2 separate regions of the Sus scrofa genome follow, and region 1 is linked to region 2. Evidence: chromatin contacts called from public promoter capture Hi-C data. All regions are on one chromosome and are shown on one strand. Each heading gives the region's core, a stretch centred on a gene start, on an enhancer-like site or on the middle of the called end of the contact. The rest is flanking DNA. Distances are from core to core; before and after follow the strand shown.

The links. Promoter capture Hi-C pulls out the DNA fragments that hold promoters and counts their contacts.
Region 1: a contact with region 2 is called in a promoter capture Hi-C map of liver, with 6 times the contacts expected there. The contact joins the enhancer-like site here to the promoter of BMP6 in region 2. A contact is called at or near these places in 2 of 5 promoter capture datasets (liver and skeletal muscle) and 6 of 47 Hi-C or Micro-C datasets (fetal skeletal muscle, liver, mesenteric adipose tissue and 3 more).

The regions. Positions count from the first base shown.
Region 1 is chr7:5,183,912-5,188,924 of Sscrofa11.1, forward strand. The region is part of intron 2 of BMP6 (bone morphogenetic protein 6); the gene reads left to right. Among named protein-coding and RNA genes, the nearest start is that of TXNDC5, 50 kb to the right of the region's middle. Within about 2 kb of position 2,395, at least 6 of the 83 cell types and tissues checked have an H3K27ac peak or open chromatin away from gene starts, as enhancers often do. A contact at or near this core is called in liver and mesenteric adipose tissue, where this site is marked.
Region 2 is chr7:5,056,878-5,062,340 of Sscrofa11.1, forward strand. BMP6 (bone morphogenetic protein 6) reads left to right here and starts at 1,940. Exons shown (of 7, transcript NM_001168001.1): 1 at 1,940-2,704. The coding sequence starts at 2,065.

The DNA.
Region 1 (5,013 bases), core at 1,145-3,644, 130 kb after region 2:
TATTTACTAAGCATCCTTTCCAATCAGAAAACATAGAACTTCCTGGGGATAAAATGTTTCCTGCTACTGTTTCATCTTTACCTGGAGTGATGGGGAGGGGGACATAAATTCACACATGAAAATGATAGGAGGATGCTCACCAATGCTGCTGAATCAGGGGATTCGAAGGCTCTGTTCTTGTCCATACAGTATATACATTTATGTATCATGTATATATGATAAACATGTCTTTGAATGAGAAAGGCTGTCCATGTATGTCTTAAATGTATTTTTTATCACATGAACGCAAGAGAACAATAGATCCCCCCCCCCACATCTCTATTATTCTTGTCTATTATTCTTGTTTCCTGAAATGAGGCCACATTGGGTTTTTTTTGTTTGTTTGTTTTGTTTTGTTTTTTTTTTGTCTTTTTGCCATTTCTTGGGCCGCTCCTATGGCATATGGAGGTTCCCAGGCTAGGGATCTAATCTCCCTAGCCGGCCTACACCAGGGCCACAGCAACACTGGATCCAAGCCGCATCTGCAACCTATACCACAGCTCGTGGCAACGCCGGATCCTTAACCCACTGAGCGAGGCCAGGGATCGAACCCGCAACCTCATGGTTCCTGGTCGGATTGTTAACCACTGAGACACGACAGGAACTCTGAGGCCACACTGTTTTACAAAAGAACCACAGTGAAGTGTGTTCCTGGGCCTGCCTCACAAATAAAGAAAACTTCCCAGGGGTGATTTTTAGAGACTTGGAGGGGCTGAGGGATGAAGTTTGGCAGCAGTTATTTCAATCCTACAGCACCCAGAAGACAGGCCCATGACTTTGATCTGTTGCCGGGCCCGTAGGGGTCAGCTGAGTGGTCCAGCCAGGGCAGGGGGTCCCCCTGGGACAGAGGTGGGCACTGCGCGTGCGTGGCTCTCAGTGGGCAGCAGGTCAGAATTGGGCACGTGGGATGACAGCCTGGGTATTTACGGTAAATAAGAAAGGAAGAGAATGCCGGGGGCGGAGGCCCGGGGTGGGGGGCACCCCACCTTCATGGCCTCTCTTAGCTCTGGTTCTATAAACCAAGTCCAGAGTCCTCCTTTTGGTCCTGGACATCTAGTGACTTTCCAAGAAAGTCCAAAGGAATGCGTTTGGTTTCTCCTGCCCTTAGGTTATCGCGGGGAGGGCGGGGCGGGGTTCTGTCTCCAATGCACACGCTGAAACACCAAACGTGAACTTGCCCCGTGAAAGGATCGTTTGGAGAGCCCTGCCAGTGTTCGGCCCTGCTGCATATCCAGGTCCCTAATGAGGAACCAGAGAAGAAGGACACGCCAGGCTTTGGGGACACGTCATGGTGGTGGAGGTGCACACTGATGGTTGCCCTGAATTCGTAGCTGGGCCGGTTAAATTATAAACAAAATATAGCCCTTGTGGTATCTTTATAACTGACCAAAATCCGTAACAGACGGGAGGGTTTCTGATGGCTGATTTTTCCCTCCCACATAAAAGAGTCTTCAAAGACTTATCTCTTCAGGGCCTCTTGTGAAAAGCAAATTATTCATTGTTAGATTTTCATCTTTCGATCATCAGCGATGCTTGGGAACTGCTTTCGCCCTGGACGTTCAGTCTGTCTAATGATTTGTCCTCTTGTCTTTCTCTGCTGGGGCCTATTTGGCTCAGTCATTTGTTTGGAAAACATAGTTTTCTCTGTTCTGCAGGAAAAGCTCTATAGGGAAAACACGAGATTGGAGGGGTTGTGACTGTGGAATTTTTCAAAATTATTATTATTTAGGAAAAGCGAGAGCACGCGCTAGCAGACCTCTTGTAAGGTTTATGTTGAACCCCGGCCAAAACCGAACAGCTGCCTTGTGCTTAAGGTGGTTGGTGTCGTCGTTTCTCCAGGCCGTGAGCTTGGCAGACAGACTCCCAAATGGGCTCAACCTTTGCTGACGCTGTCAAAGCAGGCTTGTAACTCCTCTGCCCTCTAGGATGGAGATATTTGGTGACTGGATGTGTTTCATTTTTGTGCACAGGAAAGGGGAAGAACTGGAGAAATTGGGAGAATGTCATGCTTTTGAAGAGTTCCAGGCAGGCCGGGAGGAGATTTCTCTCTTCTTATCGGTGGGCCCGGAGCCCAGGCTGCCTGTGGTCTCCTCCTGTTCTTCCAGAGGCCTCCGCCTGGATCTGCGGGACCCCTTCTGGGGAAGGGTCCACTCTCCCCATCTGTACCGTCTAGGGGTGTCTGGACTAAAAAGGATTCTCCAGGCTTGTGAAGAAACACATTTGTCTAATGTCTAAGTGACGTTTGCAGTATTTGATGGATTAACTTAACAAATGTGTGTGTTGCATAACAGTTGGCCTCCTTGAAAATGAAAAAAAAAAAAAGAAAAAGAGGCAGGTTTTTCGATGCTGAGTCAGACTCGCGGCTGAGGCAGAAGTTCTGGGTTGGGCCTCCTGGTACAAAAGGCAGCTCCGGAAGCCTGACCCAGGGAGGGACAGAAAAGAGTTTTGGAAGATAGGCGCCTGCTGTGAACCCTGCAGAAGCCGATTCCTCTGACTCTGTTAAGACATCCCTGGACCACGTACTACATTCAGAAGGGGATGACTGGCATGGATGGTGCTCTGAGGAAGATCAGGGAACTGTGTGACCCATCATTCCAACCTTGAGAACAAGCCTAGGAGGGACTCTAAGTCCATGAAAGATCTGGAACAGTTTGTAGGTCAGCAACCCAACTGTGTACACAGTCCAATCAAAGTGGCACAAGGTACTTACCCTTTATCGCTTATGTTAAAAATTGACTCTGTGTTATGATGTGATGTTGATTTTTAGGATGAGTTTGGTGTTACTATCTGGTGTCATAAATTGTCGTGTTTTGATGATGACACTGGTGGAAATGGGCATTTACGTAGTGCCGAGAGTTTGGAAAAGCCCTTCTCTGTGTTGCATCGTGAGGATTTAGCCATGACCACATCAGACAGTTGGGCAGGCAGGTTACCCTTTGAGAAGGATGAAACGTGGCACATAGAGATTCTGCCAAGTCCAAGTTGTGCCCAAGCTATTGTCTGCTTTGCTTCCCAAAAGTCACCCCAGTGACATGGGGAGAGTGTTGAGATAAAGACAAAATTCCAGAAAGACATCCGCGGGTCCGTTATGGCACACTTTGTATCTTCATCTCCTTAGCTTAGCTGTGAACATCTCAAGGATACTTCTGTTTGGATGGCATGTGAGGTGGCTCTGTCGGGGGGCAAAAGTGGTTCTATTAGAATTCAGGCCCTGGTATTTTGATTTTTGAGGCCTTTCAGTGGAAAACCCTGCAAACCTGCATTGACCTATTGGTCAATCGTGGATCTGTTGGTAGCTTTTCTAAGGAGGGCTGTGGAGGAGAAGAAAGATTGGAATAAATTTATGTGAAAGTACCTGTACTTATTCACAGTATTAGGTCTTCGGCCATTTACTTTTTTACCCTTTTCTCCTGCATCTCCTACACACTCAACTGTCTTCGTACTTGGAGGGTAAAGGCTGTTCCGATTAACTGTCCACCTTCCATTGTCCTGTATGGTAGCGTGTTGGTAGCTTTTCATAGCATGTACTCATGATCCTAATAGCACCTTGATATTAACAGTGCATTTGGAGGCCTTTAAGAATATCATTTTCATCTACATTTCTTATTTGGTTGAAGACATACTTTGGCTCTTCTGAATTCAGTTTTGTATACTGAGAAGGTCAAACAGCATCTCTTGAAAGCTAGCCAGAAATGTTTTCATTGTCTGAAAGATGGTTCTGTTTGGTACCTGGATTGGCCACATGGGCCTCTGCTCATTTTGAAATCCAGTCTACCACGTGTGTTTTGGCAGTTGTATCACTTAGCAGTGAAGTCTAACTTCTGTGCATGTGATTTTACTTTTTTGTGTTCTATCATGCTGTCATTTTTGGAAGACGTTTAAAGTGAGAATGAATTACCAACGTTAAAATTCAGTTCCTCCTGGTATATGCAGTATCTCAATTTACTCCTGTTTGCAAACAGGCAAAGTGGGGTGTGTGTGTGTGTGGTGTGTGTGTGTGTGTGTTTAAGTCTGGTTTGTATGATTCATCCTAACTCCAGAGTCTTGAAGAAGTGAAGAAATGCATCTTCTTAATACTTGTGAGGAAACTACAGGAGGTTAAGTAACTCACACATATTACTTAGCTGCTAAGAGAGCAAGAAAATGTGTTTGTCAGGTTTTTTCCCCTGAATTTTTTGGGATGATTACAGTTGGTCCTTCATAGTTGTGGGTTTCACATCTGTAGAGTCAACCAACCATGGATCAAAATATTTGAAAAAAAAATTCCAAAATGCTCCAAAGAGCAAAACTTGAATTTGCTGTGTTCTGGCAACTATTCACACAGCATTTGCATTGTATTAGGTATTACAAGTAATCTAGAGATGATTTAAAATATGCAGGAGGATTGGGTGGGTTATATGCAAATACTGTGTGATTTTTATATAAACGACTTGAGCATATGCAGATTTTATTGTCCACGGAGGGTCCTGGAACCAGTCTCCCATGGATACAGAGGGATGTCTGCATGTGATTTTTTCCCCTTTACAGTGTTAATGTGATATACTACATTAAATGGTTCTCAAGTGTTAACCAACCTCACACCCCTGGATCAAACCCAACTTGTGGGAGTTCCCCTTGTGGCTCAGCAGAAGCAAATCTGACTAGCATCAATGAGGATGCAGGTTTGATCCCTGGCCTCGCTCAGTGGGTTAAGGTACTGGAATTGCTATGAGCTGTGCTGTAGGTTGCAGACATGGCTCTGATCTGGCATTGCTGTGGTTGTGGAGTAGGCCAGCAGCTACAGCTCCAATTCGACCCCTAGCCTGGGAACCTCCATATGCCACATGTGTGGCCCCAAAAAGACACACACACACACACACACACACACACACACACACACACACACACACCCCAACTTGTAATTTATTATCCTTTTTATATAAGGCTAGACTTAGATTCTAAGATCATGTCTGAAAATGCTATTATCTGGATCAC
Region 2 (5,463 bases), core at 690-3,189:
AAAGCCTCTAAGCTTTGGGGAAGCAGAAACCTCATGATCTCCTAAGTTCACAAGTCCCATATATGTGTGTGGTTGGTGTGGCTCCCAATTGCCTTCAACAATGTGAACCCAGGCTGCCAGGTCAGCATTGCAGCTTTGATTTCGAATGTACATGTCTTTACCGGGTGAAAGATGACGTTTTTAGGAGCCCTTCCTTCTAGGATCCACCAATCACTGGGCAGGTGGATAATTCTCAGGTAGGGTAAAGGCACATGAACTTGCATCCTGAATGGCAGATGGTGGTGGGAGTGTTTGGGTGAGGGGACAGTGTCTTTAACCGAGAAGTGGGCAACCCAAGTGGGCTATGATAGGTTTTACCTGCTGGGCCTTGCCTCATGCTCCCAGCCACCTGAGTTTCAGGGCCCTGTCTCTGATCCTGCATGGGAGCATGCCAAGCCCCTCCCCTTTCTGAAATTGCCTTTACCACCTCTCAAGTTTTAATGATCTTGCATCCTGTTCAGTACTTTAGGATGCGACATCAACAGACAAACGGGAGCAGCAGAGACACATTTCCAAGAAGCTGGGGGGAGGGGGGCTTTTCTATTATACTGATTACATCCTCCTCCTTTGGCATGCCAGCTTTAGAAGCCAAGTCGAAGCCGGAATGAAGAGATAAATCAAAATACCCCGTCCCGGAGCCCTCAGGACACTGGGTCTGGCTTACATTTGGTCCTCTCTGTGGCGTCTGGGAGCAGCTTCTGCGAGGGTGTGTCCCAACTTCCACCAGCTGCCTTTGGAAGTCACGCTAAACGCCTATATAACATCAATTAGCGAAAATAAGGAAGAAATGGGAAATCCATACTTCTCTGGTCTTCCTCAGTTGATTCAGGTGGCGTTGATTTAACAGCTGATTTTGCTTTTATTTAGTTAAGGCAGCATTTAGGCCTTTTATGTGATCGTAAAGAAGAGAGGTTCGCACTGGGGTGTTGATCAGATCTCTTTGCCTTTGCTACCTCGCCCCTCCTTGGGCGCTGGCGAGAATTCTCGGTGCTTGAAACCTACGCGCTGCGGAGGCAACGCCTCGGGGGAGAGGGAGGGTGAAAGAAGGGGGCGGGCCTATTTAAATACAGACGAGACGCGCCTCTCTATTGGCCGCCGGCCTGCCCGTTACTCGGGAGGGCGGGGCGTCCCAGGGGCTGGAGTGCGGTACCTGAGCTAGACGCGCACCAGAAAGCCCACGTTGGCCGCTGCCGGCAGCACCGCGCTGGGAGGCGGGAGCCGGTGAAACCCCGCGCCGACTGCGCTGTCCTGAGCACGGGTCCGGTTGCCTCTCGTCCCTTCTGCGAGGGGGGTTTGCAGGGCAGCCCGGCGAACACCGAACGGAAAGCAAGAGCCTCACCGCCTCCGCCTGGGGAGTCGAGCGGCGCGTGGAGATTTTGAGCGAGAGCGGCAGTGCCCGAGGGCGGAGGGGCGCAGAGTTTGTGCGCGACTGGGAAGTTTCAGCCTCGCGGAGAAGGCTGGCATCTTGGGACGCCTTGTCGCCACGGCCCGGGCCCTACGGCGGGGTAAACTTCACCGCGGCCGCGCGAGTCGGGGCGAGGCGTGCGCGAGGATGATGACGGGTATCCCCCGCAGCTGGTGAGCGGCCCCGCTCCCCCGCCGTCCCGGGTCCCGCTCAGCCTCCCGGGAGGGCGCGAGGCAGCGCACGTGCGCGGGCAGCCAGACCCGAGAGAGACCGTGCCGTGACCCGCCCAGGGGCGGGGGCGCTGGCGGCAGCGCGGCCCCCACTCGGACGCACCTGGTCTGGACCGTCAGCCTCCGGAGATCTGCGCGGGAGTGCGGGGCTCCCCCTTCCTCTCCAGTGGTTCTCCCGGGGATCGCCCCCTTCGTCTCCCCTCCAGTCTGGGCATCTGGGGGCGCCCCAGACGACCATGAGAGATAAGGACTGAGGGCCAGGAAGGGGAAGCGAGCCCGCCGGGAGCTGGCGGGGGCTGTTCACGCCAAGGGCCACAGCGGCCGCGCTCCAGCCTCGCTCAGCCGCTGCACGCCTCGCGGGGCCCGCGGGGCCAGCCCGGCCGGGCGGGGATGCCGGGCCTGGGGCGGAGGGCGCAGTGGCTGTGCTGGTGGTGGGGGCTGCTGTGCAGCTGCTGCGGGCCACCGTCGCTGCGGCCGCCCCTGCCCGCCGCCGCCGCCGCCGCCGCCGGGGGGGCGCTGCTGGGGGACGGCGGGAGCCCGGGCCACGCGGAGCAGCCGCCCCCGCCGCAGACCTCTTCCTCCGGTTTCCTCTACCGGCGGCTCAAGACGCACGAGAAACGGGAGATGCAGAAGGAGATCCTCTCGGTGCTGGGGCTCCCGCACCGGCCCCGGCCCCTGCATGGCCTCCAGCAGCCGCAGCCCCCTGCGCTCCCGCAGCAGCAGCAGACTCACGGGGAGCCCCCGCCCGGGCGGCTGAAGTCTGCGCCCCTCTTCATGCTGGACCTGTACAACGCCCTGTCCGCCGACGACGAAGAGGACCTGGCTTCGGACAAGGAGATGGGGCAGCCCGGGCTGCGCGGAGGGACTGGCTCGTCCCCGCCTCGGCAGCCGCCCCCTCGCGCCGCGCATCCCCTCGGCAGCAGGAGCCTCCTGGCCGCCGGACCTGGTGGCAGCGCTTCCCCACTGACCAGCGCGCAGGAGAGCGCCTTCCTCAACGACGCCGACATGGTCATGAGCTTTGTGAACCTGGGTAAGGACTGGGGGTAGCGTAACGGCTGGAATATTCTCTCCTTTCCAGTCTCTCTGGCCCAGGGAGTGGGGTTGAGAGGGTGGAGAAGCCCCCTGGCTCGGGGGTCCGGGGTGGCGCGGCGGGAATGCGGGGACAGGCCGGCTGCCCTCCCGTCACCTGCGCTGCGGGAGCCGCAAGGGCACTCCCCGCGCGCCGGACCGGGCGGCGGGAGGCGGCCGGCAGACTGGGGCGCGTCTCGGTGACGGCCTGAGCGCGTCCCGCGCTTTCCCCACTAGTGCCCGGTTTGGGCCCCGTTCACTCTATTGTGGCAGAAAAATGGGGCAGGATTGGCTCCAGCTGGGAAGAAGGCTCTTCAACAACCTTCCCCTCTTGTTTTGTTCTGCATCCTCAACGCTCTGAGTGCCAGGGTTCCCACCGGGACTTTTAGGGAATCCGACAGCAGCTGAGTACTTTGGAAACTTGACATGACTGTGTTATTCGGTATCCACGGAATTGGGGGAGGAGGGTTGCAGAAGGAGGTCCCGAAAGGACCGCCAGTCCCAGCCAGGCGGGGCTCGCGCGGCTTTGAGGCCGGATCCCGAGCCCAGTTGGGGTAACCCACCCAGTACCCTCGCTCACTTGCTTTTGGCCAGCGCCCCAAGAGGCTGAACTTCTGATCGGTGCGGCTGAAGTTGCAAGAGCAGAGAAAGGGGGCGGGTGGGGGGCCGGGGTTGGGCCCTGAGCTGGTCTGAGCCGGTTGCCAGGCAACCAGAATGGAAATTCGAGGGCGGCTAAATCGGGCTCAGCCACAAATGTTCTGTGGCAAACCCGGACGGAGTCACTGAGCCTTTTCCCCCTAGAGTCGTCTCATCTGTAATTGAGAACCGTGTAAGGAAGGCCTTTTCCAGAGTCAGTGCCTCCAGTCTGCGCTGCTCTTCATTCATAAGCAGACTCAGCGTAGACAAAGCGGTGTAGGGAGCGCGTTCTCCGCTGGGAGGAATAGGGCGCAGAAGCCACGCGCGGAGTGGGTGCAGCAGCGCGGTGGGGTGGGTCTCCGCGGACTTCTTTCCGGTGGGCGACGTGTGGCCCTGTCCAGGCTCCAGAGTGGGTTAGCAGACACTGGCCAAAGTAGCACCCGCGTCTCCAAGACACGGTCGCAGACAGCCCTCTTTGAAGGACATGATTTACTTGAATGATTCCCGTGTGAAAGAATTTAAGTGAGTCCTTGACAAGTATGTCTAGGAAATGATCCTTAGCTCCACTGCTTTGGGGGAGGAAAGGAGGAGTGGGGGGCGAGGGGGGAGGTTGGGGAGGATGTGGAGCAGGGCGATTGGCATCCAAGTGGTGCAGAAATCCTCCTGGGAAACTCATGAAACAGACTGTCACAGGGAGTGGAGGCTCCAGGCCTGCCAGTCTTGTTCCTCCCAGTGCCAGGGGTTCTGATTGGACAGGAATCGTCACAGTTTATTGGGACCAAATCCAAGGCTGAGCCACCTCCAGGAAGCATTCTAAGGAAATTCTCATGCCAGTCAGTGAAGTTGGGCCTGGGGCAGGGACCAGTGCTTTTCCTTATTATAACATCTCTGCTGCTTCTGGCTCAGCAAATTCTACCTCGCGTGGGCTCCTTCATCGCCTCCCTGCCCCGTTTCCCGGCAGCCTTGGGGAAGGGTTTTATTATTCTGAGGGGTAGTCCCAACCTGGGCAAAGTGGGAAGAATGACCCTTTTGGCTCCTTCAGGGACAATCATATTACAGCCTCCGGAAAACAGGTCGAGGCTTTAGGCTTTTAGCCCTTGGCTGTCCATCAGCCTCACCTGGGGTGCTGGGCTGCTCCTGAGAACAGTTAAGTCAGAATCTGAGCAGGTGAGTTGCGGCTTTTTAAAATGAGTGCCTAAGGTTTTTCTAATAGGCTGCCATGGATAGTCATGAAGCACTGTCACAGGAGATCTCGATGTCGGAAAGAAATCAAATCATCTGAGAAAGCTATCAAGAGCTTCCTGATGTGGGTGGCTCCCAAACATGGCTGTACATAGAATCGCCGGGGGTGGGGGGGCGGGAGAAATTTTAAAGTCTAGATGCGGGAGTTCCTGTTGTGGCTCAGTGGTTAACGAATCTAAGAACCACGAGATTGTGGGTTCGATTCCTGGCCTTGCTTATTTAGTGGGTTAGGATCTGGCGTTGCCATCAGCTGTGGTGTAGGTCGCAGACTCGGCTCGGATCTGGTGTTGCTGTGGCTGTGGTGTAGGCCGGTGGCTACAGCTCCAATTAGACCCCTAGCCTGGGAAACTCCATATGCTGCAGAAGCAGCTCTGGAAAAGGCAAAAAGACAAAACAACAACAACAACAAAAATTTAAAGTCTAGATGCTCAAGTGGTACCCCTTGTCAATTAAGTCAACTCTTGGGGTGGAAGCCAGATATCCACAGTTTAAAAGATCTCCAGGTGGGAGTTCCCAGGGTGGCTCAGAGGGTTAAGAACCTGAGGGGATTTGATTCCTGGCCTCACTCAGTGGGTAATGGATTCAGTGTTGTCGTTGTGAGTTGTAGCATAGGATCTGGCGTGGCTGTGGCTGTGATTTACGCCCGCAGCTGCAGCTCCAATTCCACCCCTAGCCTGGGAACTTGCATATGCTGCAGGTGCGGCTCTTAAAAAAAAATCAAGATCCCCAGGTGGTTCCAATGTTGAACCACTGGTATTTGTGAGCATTGGCTTGGGGCAGGTTGTAAAGTACGGTGACATTTCCTGTGTTGAGTGACCTCCAGATTCTCCCTTGCTCTTCTGA